2 separate regions of the Mus musculus genome follow, and region 1 is linked to region 2. Evidence: chromatin contacts called from public Hi-C data. All regions are on one chromosome and are shown on one strand. The core of a region is the stretch at or near the end of the contact, and the rest is flanking DNA. Distances in the headings are between cores, read along the strand shown.

Region 1 (7,496 bases), core at 284-2,783, 150 kb after region 2:
TTTATCAAATATGACTTGCAAATATTTTGATCAGGTCTGTGGCTTATTCTTTTGATTTTATAATAAAATAAAGTTAGATGCTTTAATTCTTATGGGGATCAATCTATCATTTTTCTCTCATATGGATCATGTCCTGGGCAATGATCTTTAAGAAGTCTTTGTCTAACCTGTGGTCACAGTGCTTTCTCTCCCGTTTTCTTTCGGAGTTTCTACAGGGTGAGGTTTTATTTCTTAGTTTTATGACTACTGTTTGCATACAGCAGGGAAATGTCTTTAATTGAAAAGAACACATAAGAAGAGAACACAAAATGCATGTGGGGACTTACAAGATGAACACACAGCCTGCATCCAGGGCTGGAAACTGAACACTACTAGGTGCCTTAGACTCCTGTACCTTCTTTTGTGGAGAATCTTTCTGAGAAGTGACTGGAGGGTTGCTAAAGAGGCAAATGTGCTCCTGCCTAAAAGCTGATGCTCCGTCCTGCTCCCCGAGGCAGTGCTGTAAGACTTAAAGACTGACTGAAATCTGGGAATCCATGTTTAAACTCAAGTCTAGACCAATTCTACATAAAAGTCAGAATTTAAAACATAACATAAAAACCGTAATGCAAGCTCTGAGGGGGAAAAAAAGGAAGGAAAGGAGGGAGAGAGGGAGGGAGGGGCGAGAGAGGGGGAGGGGCGAGAGGGGGGGAGGGAGGGAGGGAGGGAAAGCAAGTTGAAAGAACTGACCTGAGTTTGGATTTCGAGATGGCCTGACTGAAAGGGAAGAAAACAGTGTTAAGACTCCCATGCGGAAGGTTCAGCTCAAGTGCCCATCACTGAAGTAGAGATGGCTAAAGCCATGCACAGAAGCCAGGACTCTGGTTCCCCGTGGCTGATTCTTAATAGCTGGCCAGTTGGTTAAGGCCAGAGCAGATGTCAAGGTGCTAACGGTGTGCCAGGAGCACCCCCAAGGGCCCAGGCACAAGAGAAGGCTCAGATTTCCGGACTGGCCATGGACCGGTGCAGGGTCCTTCTCCTTTCCCTCCCTCTAGCGGAAGCCAGTTTGCTGGGCCACTGTGGCCTGCAACCCCAGTCTCAACAGTAGCAACTGTTGCTCCTGCCTGGCTCCTGCGATCACAGCAAGGGTAAGGGTGGGGACACAGCATGCCTTGCAAAGCTCAGTGTTCTCATCTGTAAAATGGGGACAGCAAATCCATTCCCAGCCCACTTCACGTCATAGAGAGGGCAGAGCAGGAGAACAGGGGTGAATCGCTCCATGAGCCATCGCCATACCTCCCAATAGTGTGTGTGTCATATTTATGAACCTCTGCCCCAAATGAGGTTGAGTTCTCTTAAAGATGACACCCGTCCTTTGGAGGAATAAGATGTAAACGATGCAGGCAAGAAGCAAACAAGTCAAATCAGCACCGGGCTCCCCAAAGCAGGCAGTTCTTGGCACATTCTGCATTGCTGCCCCAACCCTGCTACTGCAGCCCAGTTATCTAGAGAAAAGCCTGGGAACCCTCAAGGGGATAGCGCCCCACGTGGTCAGGAAAGGGCAGTGCAAACACAGCTCCAAAACACGGGGCCTTGAGCAGTGGAGGGCGGGACCTCCGGATCCAGCTGCCGGGATGGGGTTGGAAGGTCCCATGGGTGAAGGAAGATTTAAGTATGTGGCACATTCTAGCCAGCAACTCTGCCATTCAAGCTCTTCCTTCAAAGCACAGATACCAAACCCAAGTGGGAGGAGAAATCAGCCTTTACCCCCACCGCCGACACCCAGAGGGCCCGGTCTTGGCCGCGCCTCTTCTTTTCCACCAGCACCTAATGAACAGAGCAGGTGGCTGGGTTAAAAAGCACACTTCCCATGCCCTGCCTTAGGCAGACAACGTCACAGCAGAGGCAGGCAAGATGCTGAGATGCCCCAGCAGACCTGGTATAGGAGGAGGGGTACCAAAGGGCTGGAGGCAGCCTGTTGGAGCACAGCTGATCTCCTTCCAGAGCCCAAGGACTCCACTGTCCTCTGGGGGTACCCTCTCAGCGCTAGCATCTCCAAAGTGGGGTAAGGAGGCTGAGCAGCCTCCACACTCACCAGAGAGTTCCACAGCATCCCTGGGTCTCGCCTTCACCACTTACGTTCTCTGTGTTGACAGATTCAGTCTCGCTGGTGGGCATGCTAGCTGTGGGGAGAAGAAAAGTGCTTTAGACAGCGTGCTGTGGCATGACATGCCAGGCGGTGGGCCAGGTGCAGACTCTCAGGATGCCGGAAGGAGGGCTATCAGGCGTGCCAGGCTGAGCCTACGCTTTCAGTGGCTGCAGAGAAAGCCAATATCACCTGCAAGAGACAATTCTGGTGACCCAAATGCTTCCCAAGAAAAGAAGCCATGGTGTCACAGTGAATGGAGCCGGCAGGCCTGGCACAGGCCTGTTCTCTCTATCACAGCACTACAGAGAAGGTATACAAATATCTCAGTATGGGAATGCTTCCACTGGCCCCTTCTGCAGAGTTCACGGCTCATGGAGAGGTCTTTACAGCACACCAAAGACAAGCTATTACAGTTGGAGGAGGCAGTGCATAGAGACACGTGCATAAACGTTTTTCAAATGTCAGGAGCTCCACTCAGTCTGTGGCAGTTGATTGGATGTCTAAGCTCCACCGAGAGTGTACGGCCAGCATAGGGAAGGTACTTCCTGAATAAGCCAGCACTGGAGCGCTATGAAAGCAGAAGGAAAGCCTTGGAGCAGAGAGCAGGTGAGGGCTCTTGCCAATCATCGAGCAGGGCAGGGCCAACTTCAGTCCCAGGTCTGATGTCTCTGAGACCTAGGTCCATGTCAGGATCCTTAGAAGAAGGGGAAGAGATGTAAAACGGGCCTACTAGTGCTTGGAGGTCCCTGGATCCCCCAGAGCCAACGTCTGACATGTGGTCACCTGGAAGGTGAGGGGCAGATGTCCCTGAATGGAGCTACCTCAGGAGTCTGTGCAAGATGCCCTTGGGAAAGATGCCTGATTATGCTGGGAGACAGAGTGGAGCTGAGAGGGGGAGGAAGCCCAAACTGAAGCTGGGGAAGCTACCTAGGCTCATGGACATCTCTTTCCTGAGGCAGAGCCCCAGTGTTCAGAACCTTACACTACCCGCACGAAAGCCTTGCTCCTGTGGTCAGGCAGTTCCCCTGAGCAAGGACACCTCAAACTTCATCTACAAAAACTGTTAGCAGTGCCTATAGAACGGTGGTGGACACTGTGAGCCCCAGTCGAGGCTGGGGGTGGGGGTGGGGTGGGACTGGGGGTGGGGGTGGGGTGGAGGGTTACTGTTCTCTCTACTGACTGTGTGGCTTCCATCCCTGCTGAGGAGAGAGAGAGAAAGCTCACTGCAAGGAGAAAGTGGGACCTGACTCATAGACCCAGAGGTCAGAGAGCCCTGTCTCCCAAGGGCACAAAGGGAAGTCCCTGAGCCCTTTGTGAACACACAAGAAGCTGAGCTTGTCGCTGCGGGAGGCTTAGCAGCTACATCCAGGCCCAGGTTTCAGAAGCAGAGGCCAAATGAACACCAACTGATTACACTCCTGGGACTCTCCTGTTCCTTTTCCTTGAATTCAAAGCAACCAACTACAAACCTCCATTCACTTTGGAACCCATGGTGGGGGGAGGGGGCGGGACACAGGGAAAGAAACAAATTAGGAAGTCTCATCATCTGACACAGGAATATCCTTCAGCAAGTACTCCATTAAGACCCATGCACTCGCGTACACACACACACACACACACACACACACACACACACACAGCCCCCTTCTCCTGTCTGTTCTATGCTCCCATCTGTAAGACTAGGCTGTAATATCATTGTAGCAGCTTGTTGCAAGTTGCCCCTTGTACTGACAGGTGCGGAAGACCACACTGGAAACTCTTTTCAGATCCCACCAGGAGTCCCTCTCTTTGTGACCTGGGATAGCTGCTGGTTTCTGAGGCTGAGGTAGCATAACATGTGCTGTGCATTTGGGGGAATCTCCAGGCCCTGATCTGCCCCACTCTTCATGAGAACATCTGCCTCTCTTTGAACTTCAATTTCCTAGTGATAAAATGGCAGTGTGAACCACACATTCAGGGCCATTTCTGTCCATATTAAGTGCCCCCACAATTCTCTTATTTGTCATATTGAAACATTACTAGTTTTCAAAGGTAAACTTCTGAACAGAAGAAGTCTTGTGGCTTTTGCACTCTGGAGGTCTCATGCATGCCATCGTCAGTGCAGGATGTGGCTCTTCATCCCTATAGCTTCATTTTACAATCTGATGGGGGCAGGTAGGTGACGGCCGGCCTGTGACCAAGGGGCCACATCACTCTGCATCTCTGGATCTATGCTAATTATTAGTGAGCCACTCTTACTGAGTGCTTAGAGTGCCACTCTTAGCTGCTTCCCAAGGCTGTGCAGGCAGAAAGGCAGGAAACAAACCCCACACTGTGAATGGCAACCAACACTGGGAACTGTGGAGCCCTGAGGCCAGGCTACACAGAGGATGAGGAGGCCTCCCTGCCTCAGACTCTCCCACTCATCCTCTGGGGTGGTAGGACAGTACCAGAGAGTATCATGTGCTTATCAGTCCTAAATCTAACTCCCACTTGTGGCCTGGCTTCTCTCTGCCTCCATGTCTTCATCTATATGGTTAAGAGCATCTGCCTCAGGGCTGTAGACACACTGGGTGTCAGTCAGGACTGAACAGGCTGTAGGCACACTGGGTGTCAGTCAGGACTGAACAGGATGAGGCACACTGGGTGTCAGTCCTGGCTCCAGGTCATGGGCAAGGTGTCCAAGCACAGACCCTGCCAATGGTATCAGAAAAACTCTCCGGAGGATCTCTGAAAGCAAAGCACTCCAATTTGTGGTCATTTTGCCCAGGCCCCTCTCGTTGCTGTCCAGGAGCATCTAGTGTGAACAGCCAACTATACTTCTGAGTTAGTGTGGGCTACCACTCTGTGTATTTTTTTTTTTTTGACTTAAGAGGAGTTACTGTCTAATTTAGCATGTTGTAGGGACAGCAACCCTGCAGTCACCATCATTTACAGGGTCCCCAGGAGTGTGGTGTCTATTCCAGAATGATGTCATCAGGGCTCTGGAAGGGAGAGGATGAAGACATTGTGTGCTTGAACCTTGATCAGGTCCCTCAGTTTGAGCAAGGGGCCGAAGCTCTGCAGAGCTGGGTAGCCCGGTGTTCAGCTCCACCCACCCCCTGCAGAGGTCTGGCTGGGGTAGGGCTGTGGGCCTGGCTGGGGCGGGGCTGTGGGCCCAGCTTCCACATTAAGCATTTTATCCTCCATGGCTACACACCGCACATTTACTTTCATGCTAGTGACTGAGTAGAGCCTCCTTCCTGCACTTAGCCCTCAAAGGTTCTCATCTACACTTTAAAAACGACCAAGACAGAAGAATCCATCAGTGTTGGAAGAGGCTCCTGGAAGTACACAGCAAAGGACGTGAGTGCCCAGATGACCAAGCAGCTGGCTTGCCACAGGGGTAGTCAGCTCACTCCCATCCCACTCAGGATGCACCCCTGTGTGGCACACCATACCCACAGTTTCAGTAGAGATGCTTAAGTAGGCTGATATACCACAGGGTTGGAACAAGCTTAAATGCTACTGAGTATTCCCATGTCTACACACTACACCCAGCAGACAAGCCCAGTTCCTGGAGATAGTAACAAGCTGTACTGGTGACTATTGCAACTCTATAAAAGTCAAAGCAGGAAGGATTACAAAAATTCATGTGATAAACCCGGGGACAGGTGCATTTCTCCTAAGGCCTCCATGGCATCTTATGGAGTAACTACCCTTCTTTCCCCAGCAGGAGTCAGTGCTGGGGCTTTGCTAGGGTTTAGGCAGACCTCTCAGAACCTCCTGCTGTTTGCAGATGCCAGTCACCCCCTACAGGAACACACTAGGGCCATCTGCATAGGGAGGAGTTACAAGTCTGTTTCTACTTCAGGTGTTGGACCTCTGGGGAGAGCACTAGAAGCTGGGGGGCGGGGAGGAGCTGGGAGGAACCTGGGTGCCGCTGCAGGTAGGGGGATGTTGGAAAGCTGCCTAGCTCATCCTTGGTGGCATAGACAGCCTAGGCGAGGCGCTACCTGGAGCCACTCCCTGAGGAGGCAGGTCACTGTTTTTTTCTTTAACATGGAGGAGTACCAGGCCTGGCTTCCACTCTGAACTATACTTCACAAAATAACCAAATGATGGACATTTCTCAAGCTAGCACAATACCTAGTATCCTTAACCAACGCACAGATATTTCCTCATCAACTTTCACTCTATAAACTACGTGTTTCACAACCATACTTGTCAGCTGTACAAATTCAGAGGCAGGCATACACAAATGCATTTGCACACACATATGCGCACGTACACACACACACATGAGTCTATGCAACTGGGCAGCACCTCGGAGTGGCATATACCAATTCACCAGGTCATTTCTTTCAGTGAGGTCAAAGACTCAGAGGAGCAGTCGGGGAGCCTGGCCTCATCATCGCATAACTAGGGCATGCGTTTGTTGTGTCTGTGTTACCTGAGCCGCAGGCCAGTATCTCCTCCAAGATCCAGTTACCTTTGACCAGCTCTCAGGAGGAACAGAAACACCCATAGCTGTCTGGTTTCACTACTGGCCCTTGAGGACTGAAGTCTCCCGACATTTTCCCAGCCCTTCAAGGAGACCAGGACCTGAGCAGCACTGGGAAGCCACTGCCCACCACCCACTCAGGAGTTAGGAGCCCTGCGGCCTGCCCAGAAGAACCTGAATCCAAGTCCTCTCCGGGCCTAATATCCAGGAGATAGAACACAGCATTTGAGCGGCTCCTCAAGAGCCTAAGTCAGCCCCAGGAGCCCCCTGACCCTCCAGCCACAGCAGCCCGGAAGAAGGCTTTTCAATACGCCACACTGAGCTCTTCTGCAGTCCTTCTGAAAGCTGTCACGACAGCAGCTGCTTGCATAGATGTCCTGGGACTCTGAGTGGCTTGCTTTTAAAATTATTTTACCTTCTGAAAAATGTTTGTATCTATGTTAAGTGTAAACGTAAGCCACACGCATGCAGGTGGCCAGAAGAGGGCATTAGATGCCCTGGAGCCGGAGTTACAGGTGCCTGTGACCTATACAGTGCTGGTGCCCCACACTAAACTTCCCACCCCTGTAAGAGCAGTGTGTGCACTCAGCTTATCACAGAGCCTTATATCTCCCCTTCTCAGCACAAGCTCTCGCCCACACTTGGGGATTTCTTTTAGTACTTCCTGATGCTGCTAAGCTTCCCAAGGGATGGGGGCAAGAGGTAAGGCTGGATAACGCATCAGTGGCAGGACTGTGCTCCTTCCCCAGGAACAGGGGTCTGACCCCAAGCTCTTCTGTCCTTGCATCATTTTCATGGCAAGCATGAGCAGCGTCGTGCTGTGACAACACGGCTAAACCCCAAAGTCCCAGGTGGCCCCTGAAGGCACCGCTACATGCTTGTGCTAATGCGTGTTGCTCACACAGA
Region 2 (7,611 bases), core at 597-3,096:
GAACTCAAAATGCTCTTGCCCATCTCAGTTTCATGGGATCCCAGGGACGCTCCCCACATCCAGCTCAGGTCATTTGACTCCTGTGTTCTCGCCGTCTTCTGAGGCTTACAGAAGCACACTTCTCGTGGAGCTTCATTGTAGCGTTGGAGAAAGTGCATAGACAAAACAACTGCACACCAACGGCCCCTAGGTCTAAGGAACCATAATGAAATGACACCCTGGAGCAGGGGTGGGGAGAGCTAAATCAATCCAGCCAGACACCACACTGGAAATTAGGTATGTGGGCTGGTGATAAAGCCAAGCTTTGACATTGGCTGCCAAGCCTAACTGACCCTACTCCTAGGACCTGTGTGGGAGAAAGAACTTCTTAGAGTTATCCTCTCACCTCCACATATGCACCTTATGCAAGAATGTATACACACACACACAAAACAAGATCAAATATAGCTTCATAGACCACAGGTATGGGAGGGGGGTGGGTGGTCCAGGCTTGCTCAGTAGGTACGAGCATAAGATGTGCTCTCTTGAGGACTTGAATTCAGATCAAAGCACTCATAGAACAAGGCTTGGCCAATACCTTGTGCTCACCTGTAACCCCAGGTGTCAGATAGAGACGGGATCTCGTGGCTCAATGCCTATCAGCTGAGCTCTAGGTTATTGAGAAATCCTGTTTCAAAGAAGTATTGTGGTGCAATAAATGAGGACAACCTGATGTTCTCTGGCTCTGTGGGCATACAGCACACGCACGCACGCACACACACACAAATGATGAGCATTAGATCAAGTAAAGTCTTGGAGGTGGTTGGCCATAAACTGAGGCAATCCTCCTGAGTGTTGGAATGGCATGTATACGCTGCCACAACAGACTAGTTTGCAGTAAAACGCTGAGCAGCTGTAGGGATAGATGATCAGGAACTGGACTAGACAGGAACCCCATCTTAGAGGCTGCTGTTGTCATCCAGCGGGAGTTGGCTAAGTAACAACACATTCAAAAAAAGTGAATGAATTCAAGATAATTTTAGTCACTTGACTATTTGTGATGGCTTGGGTGAGCAGCCAAATTACATATCTGATTTATTGTTGGGGGCTTGTCATGCCCTGTCCCACCTCCTATGGTGAATGGGAATTAGGAATTACATATTTGCCAGGAGGTGGTAACACATACCTTTAATCCCAGCACTTGGGGCCAGAGGCAAGAGGGTCTCTGTGAGTCCGAGGCCAGCCTGGACTACAAAGTAAGATCCAGGTTCAGCCAGGGCTTCATAGAGAAACTCTGTCTCAAAATAAAAGACAAAAAACCAAATCTGTATTTAATCTTAACTTTGCAATGATTTGTAGAAATCTTATGTATAGGTATCAAATGGGTAAAGGCATGAAGTTCAAATAAGTTACTCAAGGAATATGTCAAGAAGAGACCGAGTCCCAAAGAACCCAATCAGAGGCCGATCTGAGCAGGACCAACGAACTGAGAACTAGCAATATTATGGAACCTCTGAGTGAAGACCTGTGGAGTCAAAATGAGACTGATGAACCTCAGACTCGCGCGGAGCACTCAATTTATTAGGGTTAAGTGAGATAGCTTAAGCCTTTAACTTCTGTGAGTCTAAATAGGAAGTTCCAGGCTAGCCAGGGCTAAAAATAAATTTAATTGATTAACTGTATTACACTGGAGATGTAGCTCATTGGTAATAGGAACATGCTCACTATTCAATGGTGCCTGGGTTCAATCCCCATCATCACCAAAAACAAAACAAAAACAAAAACAAAAAAAAAAAAAAAAAAAAAAAGGAAAAACCAAAACTCCAACCCTGTCATGCCCTCCACGTTCCCAGAATTCTCTAGGGGCGACGCCGGTGGCGGCCATTTTGACTGTGGGCAGCCAGGGGACGCCGCGCCTGCGCAATGGTTCTCCTCTGACTGCTGTGGCGTCGGTGTCCCAGAGCCCCGGGGCTGGTGGTGGTCCACGGTGGCAGAGATGACCCAAGCCGAGAAGGGGGACGCGGAGAACGGGAAGGAGAAGGGCGGGGAGAAGGAGAAGGAGCAGCGCGGCGTGAAGCGGCCCATCGTACCCGCGTTGGTCCCCGAGTCGCTGCAGGAGGTGAGGTGCAGGGGGCTGGCCTTGGTTAGACCACTGCTAGCCTGGGCCTCTGCTGCTGGCCGGAGCCCAGGGTCCGGGCGGAGCCGGAAGCATCCGGGTCCCCTCCCATAGGTTCCTTGTGCAAAGTAGCGCGGTGCAGGGCAAAGCCAAGGCCGCGGTGCACAGCCTCCAGGTCTCAGCTATAAGACGTCACGATTTAGCAACGGCCTGGCTCTCAGGGACGCCAGCAGATATTCAGGGATGGTTAGGGCTCTAACCAGTTTCTTTGTTTGCAAATCTCACAGTGCAAGTCATTTCACGTTTAAAAGCAGGAAAAAGGTAGCCTTTCCTTAAATAGACATGAATAATATGGCAATAACAGCACAAGTTTAAGTAAACAACTTGGAGCAGCATGGCTCACACTCTCACTCACCAGGGCTTACTGATAAGTAAAGGAAATAAATTCCTATAGGGAAATGGGCCACGGCAGTGCACAGCTCCCAGAAGAAATAGGGAAGGATCGGCCGTTGAGGATTTCCTGTGGACCATTTCAGAACCTTCTTCCTCTCCCATAGGTGGGTTGAAATATCTAACTGGTAGGGCTGCAGTAAAATGCATAGTGTGGTGTGTGGGATAGGCTAGTTCAGAGGACCCACAATGTCTCTCTTCCAGCCTCGACAGGAGGGCAGAGGTCCCAGGAGGCTAGAGATTTAGGGTGAGGTTAGAATGGTTTTAGAGCTATGCCAGGTTTATCTGCATTTCTCAACCTGTGGGTCGTAAGCCCTTTGGGGGTTGCATATCAGAGATTTATATTATGATTCGTAACAGTAGCAGAATTACAGTTACGAAGTAGCAACAAAATAATTTTATGGTTGGGGGTTACCACAACATTAGGAGCTGTGTTAAAAGGTTGCAGCGTTAGGAAGGTTCTGGGGAAGAGAGACTTGGATCTGGAGAGGATGTGAAGGATTGGAGACATAGCTGTTTAGAATAGAGAAAGACGGTAGAGATTTTCAGTGTCCACACAAGCTCGTAACCCAGCGTCTTCATCGAAGCTAGTGGAGAATTTTGGAGTGGGACGCTAACTTGATGGCGTTGTGCTACAACGTTTTCGTTTGCAGAGCTTACACTTGAGAGCCACTCAGCTGAGTTACCAATAAAAAGGAAAAAACAAAACCTTACTGTTTTAAGCACGTCCAGGTTTACAGTTTTATGGTGGATTTCAGATTGAACAGTTAGCGTTCTCTAAGGCCGACAGTTCTACATCCAGGCTGCCTGACTAACTCTGGCATCCTCACAAGAACTTGATGAGGTGTAGGGGGCTGCATCAGAGCAAGTGGCAGGCTGAATTTATAGCATATCTTCCGGTCCCTTTTCTACACTCCAGTGAGTCTCGTCACGTGCTTTGACTATCCCATACCCTCTGGGGCACTTGTGCTTCATGGACGTTTCTCAGTCTTGGGTTAAGGAATGAATAATTTCCAGGAAATGATGAGTGGGGCATACTACTAGGTTTCTTTCCTAACACATTAAAATACATAATTACTAAAATAAAAATTGTCCATACTTAACTGCATTTTCTATTCTTTCTTTCTTGTTTGTTTGTTTATTTGTTTGTTTGTTTTTTCGAGACAGGGTTTCTCTGTATCGCACTGGCTGTCCTGGAAACTCACTCTGTAGACCAGGCTGGCCTGGAACTCAGAAATCTGCCTGCCTCTGCCTCCCAAGTGCTGGGATTAAAGGCATGCGCCACCACACCCGGCTTCTCTAGATGTTCTTCGTTCACGTATATACTGAAGCCCGTGGGTTTTTGATAACGTCCAGGTGTCCCTCATGTGTTTTGCCCTTTCGATTGGCAGATGTCCTCCATAGCACAGTGACACTGACAGCATGTACTGAGACTGGGTAGGAAACAAGACAGACACGCCCTCTTCACTAGGGTTTGTTGTACGTCCTGGAAAGGAGGAAGGCTCTACGATCATATAATGAAGGGACCATCACACTTACTCTGGGTGATGTTTAATTCATTCCTGAGGGGAGGAGTTAGATGGAGCTGAAGGAGAGAACCTTGCCAGCAGAGGGAGCTGCGTTGCTGAATGCTCCAGAGTTGTTGAGTTTTGTCATCAGCAGAAGTCTGGATTGAAGCTGTGCAGAGTGGCACATGTGTAAAGCAGAACTTGGGGTCTGGGTTGAGAGGGTTTGGTAGACTGAAAGGACAACCATTCTAGAACAAGGGCTGGATGGAGCAGTTTAAGCCTTTGTATTTGTGAGCCACAGAAATGTTGTGAGAGAAACTTACGCGGCGAGGTCAGCGTAAAGGAGGTACCGAGGACTTGGGCTGGGATTGTGGATCTCAATTGTGGTCTTGTTTTCTTTTAATAGAAACTCTGTGGGGGTGGGGGTGTGTACACATGTTAGTGCAGTACCCATGGAGCCCAGAAGAGGGCATCAGATTCATGAAGTTGGAGTAAGTGGTAGTGCGCTGCCTGATGTCAGTGCTGGGAACCAGTTTTCTGCAAGAGCAATGTTCTTTACTCTTGAGCTGTCTGCCTGTTCCAGATTCCCTGCTTACAGAGGCATGGCCAAAGTCTCCTTCCCATACTCTTGCTGAAACTTTGAATGCCTCAACAAGTTTGGGGGGTGGCGGGCAGAAGTTTTCCCAATCGAGCTTGAATTCTTCCCCCATGAAAGTTATAGACTTAAAATAGCTGTTCTGTCCAAGCCACAGCCATTGCCTTACTCCTTTGGATTTGTTCTCGTCATCAGTTTTCCTTCACTGTGCTGACGTACCAGGACAGTTGCGAACTCTGACTTTGAACCCCAGGCTCTTGCCAGATCAGGCAGACAGCAGGCAGAGAACCTAGGTGACAAGCCCGTGTTGATGAATATTGCTTCCAGCATTGTGAAGCAGGACTGTGCTGATGTTATTTTCTCCCTTGAACTCCTCAAGCAAACTTGAATGATCGTATTAGTCATCGCAGAAGCTGTCTCAGCTAGCCAACCCCTAAGCTGCCTGGAGCTTCTGGGTCTAAACAACTGGAGGAAAGGCGAGCCCTTCCACTTCTCCTCAGTCCCCTGTCTTCTCTCTCATCTGAGTGTATTTCTTTTTTTGTTGTTGTTTTTTTGTTTTTCGAGACAGTTTCTCTGTGTAGCTCTGGCTGTCCTGGAACTCACTCTGTAGACGAGGCTGGCCTCGAACTCAGGAATCCGCCTGCCTCTGCCTCCCAAGTGCTGGGACTAAAGGCGTGCCCACCACGCCCAGAGGTACCGAGTGTATTTCTTACTAAACAGAAAGTTCTCTGATAGTAGAGAGTCAGCCTTTACTACCATTCCACCTACGTTTTCTGCCATACAAAAATGCCCAATAATTATGTATTAGTTTGCACTGGAGGACTTTGGTTTCATCCATATAAGTAAGGATTTGTGAAGTCTGTGCCGTGAGTCAGCTCAAAGGAACATAGAGAATTTGCATTAGAAGAACAACTGTAATCGGATGTCTCTCAGCTCCTTACTGAATGGTTTTCTGGCTTTTCCGTCCAGTAGTCTGTGCTGCCTTATGTCAACTTGACATGAGCTGAAGTCATCAGAGAGGAGGGAACCTTAACCAAGAAAATGCCTCTAGAAGATTGGGCTATAGGCAAGCCTGTAGGGCATTTTTCTTAACTAGTGATTAATGTAGGAGGGCCCAGCTCATAATGGTTGGTGCCAACCCTGGGCTGGTGGTCTTGGGTTCTATAAAAAAGCAGGTTGGGCAAGCCATGAGGAGCAAGCCAGTAAGCAGCATCCCTCCATGGCCTCTGCATCAGTTCTGTCCTGTTTGAGTTCCTGTCCTGACTTCCTTCAATGATGAACAGTGATGTGGCGGTGTCAGCCAAATAAACCCTTACTCCCAAAATGCTTTTGTTGTGGGTTTCATCACGGCTGTTGTAACCCTGACCAGAACACTGTGTTTGCAGGAAACGTCCCATGATGTCCCTATGTTGGTCACCTATCACTGTCATCCTAATTCACGTTTATCTCTCTGTCTGCAGCAAATCCAGAGCAACTTCATTGTTGTCATACACCCAGGTTCAACAACTCTAAGACTTGGCCGAGCCACAGATACACTTCCGGTCAGTGTTCCTCACGTCATTGCACGAAGACACAAACAACAAGGGCAGCCCCTGTACAAGGACAACTGGCTCCTAAGGGAAGGACTAAATGTAAGTCAGAGAGTGGGAGCTGGGGATCAGCCTGGGGTTGTTTCCATTGGAGGGGAGGGGAGTTGAGATACCCAAGTGTCTCTGGGAATCTTGAATAAAAATCTTCAGGGTTCTATTTTATAAAAGTAATATCACTCGGGGGCTGGAGAGATGGCTCAGTGGTTAAGAGCACCAGCTGCTCTTCCAGAGGTCCTGAGTTCAATTCCCAGCAACCACATGGTGGCTCACTGTAATGGGATCTGATGCCCTCTTCTGAAGACAGCCACAGTGTACTCATATACATAAAATAAATTAATAAATCTTAAAGTAATATCACTGAGGGTTGCAGGTATAATTTTCATTTTAGCTAGTTTCATTGCCTGTTACTGTGATAAAATACCCTAACAAAAGCAATTGAGGGAGAAAGGGTTTGTTTTGTTCACAAATTCATGCTACAGTCTACCATCCTGGGGAAGTCAAGGTGGCAGGAACTTGAAGCAGCTGGTCACATTCAAGAGAAACAGATGTGTGTGTGTGTGTCTGCGTGTCTATGGCCGTGCATGCGTGCTCAGCTCGCTTTCTCAGCTCTTAGTTCAGGCATACTGCCTAGGGAATGGTACCACCCAAAAAATAATTTACAATATCAAAGTAACTTGAAATACTTCTTGATTTATTAAAGATATGTAAAGGACTGTGATTTTTCTTACAGAATCAGAAAGATAAGCATTATATGGAGATATGAAGTTTGTTGGGGATACCTTTTTCTTTGAGACAGGGTCTCACAGTGTAGCCTCAGCTTACCTGGTACTCAAGAGACCAGTCTGGCCTGGAACTCATAGAAGTCTGCCAGCCTCTGCCTCACGTGCACCACCCTGCCTGGCAGTAATTCGAATGGTGTTGAAAATTTTTATCGGTCACAAGACACTTGAGGTTATAGGCTTTTTAGCAGGGTTCCATTTTGAATTTTTGTTTGCTTGCTTGATTGGTTGATTAATTGATTGATTGATTTTTCGAATAAAATATGTCCTTATTGTCCAGGCTGGCCTTTTTTTTTTTTACTCCAGATTCCCCCTTCTCAGCCTCTCTAATACTTGGATGCAGGCGTGTAGTGCCACATCCAGCTCTGGCAACCTTAAGATTACCATGTCTACACAAAGATTAAAGAGATGCTACTTGCCGATGGGAGCTATCTATCCATTGATGGATGCATTGTAGCATGCCTTGTTGGTTTCTCTTTTCACTAAATAGTTTGTACTAATGATCTCTCATTTCTCTCTCCAGAAACCTGAAAGTAATGAACAAAGACAAAATGGCCTTAAAATGGTGGACCAGGCAATATGGTCTAAAAAGATG

What was found. A called contact is a pair of places that touch in the nucleus more often than the background predicts.
Region 1: a contact with region 2 is called in a Hi-C map of cerebellum, with 2.2 times the contacts expected there. The contact joins the enhancer-like site here to the promoter of Actr8 in region 2. A contact is called at or near these places in 3 of 39 promoter capture datasets (3T3-L1-derived adipocytes, the HPC-7 cell line and HPC-7-derived erythroid cells), 6 of 484 Hi-C or Micro-C datasets (the CH12 cell line, cerebellum, double positive thymocytes and 3 more) and 3 of 9 other capture datasets (adipose tissue, liver and pancreatic islet).

What each region holds. Positions count from the first base shown.
Region 1 is chr14:30,128,043-30,135,538 of GRCm38.p6, forward strand. It overlaps Cacna1d (calcium channel, voltage-dependent, L type, alpha 1D subunit), which reads right to left. Exons shown (of 47, transcript NM_001083616.2): 10 at 2,075-2,162; 11 at 730-756. Among named protein-coding and RNA genes, the nearest start is that of Gm52106, 59 kb to the left of the region's middle. Within about 2 kb of position 1,534, at least 6 of the 459 cell types and tissues checked have an H3K27ac peak or open chromatin away from gene starts, as enhancers often do. A contact at or near this core is called in cerebellum, where this site is marked.
Region 2 is chr14:29,976,491-29,984,101 of GRCm38.p6, forward strand. It overlaps Actr8 (ARP8 actin-related protein 8), which reads left to right and starts at 1,847. Exons shown (of 13, transcript NM_027493.3): 1 at 1,847-2,098; 2 at 6,109-6,279; 3 at 7,540-7,611. The coding sequence starts at 1,976.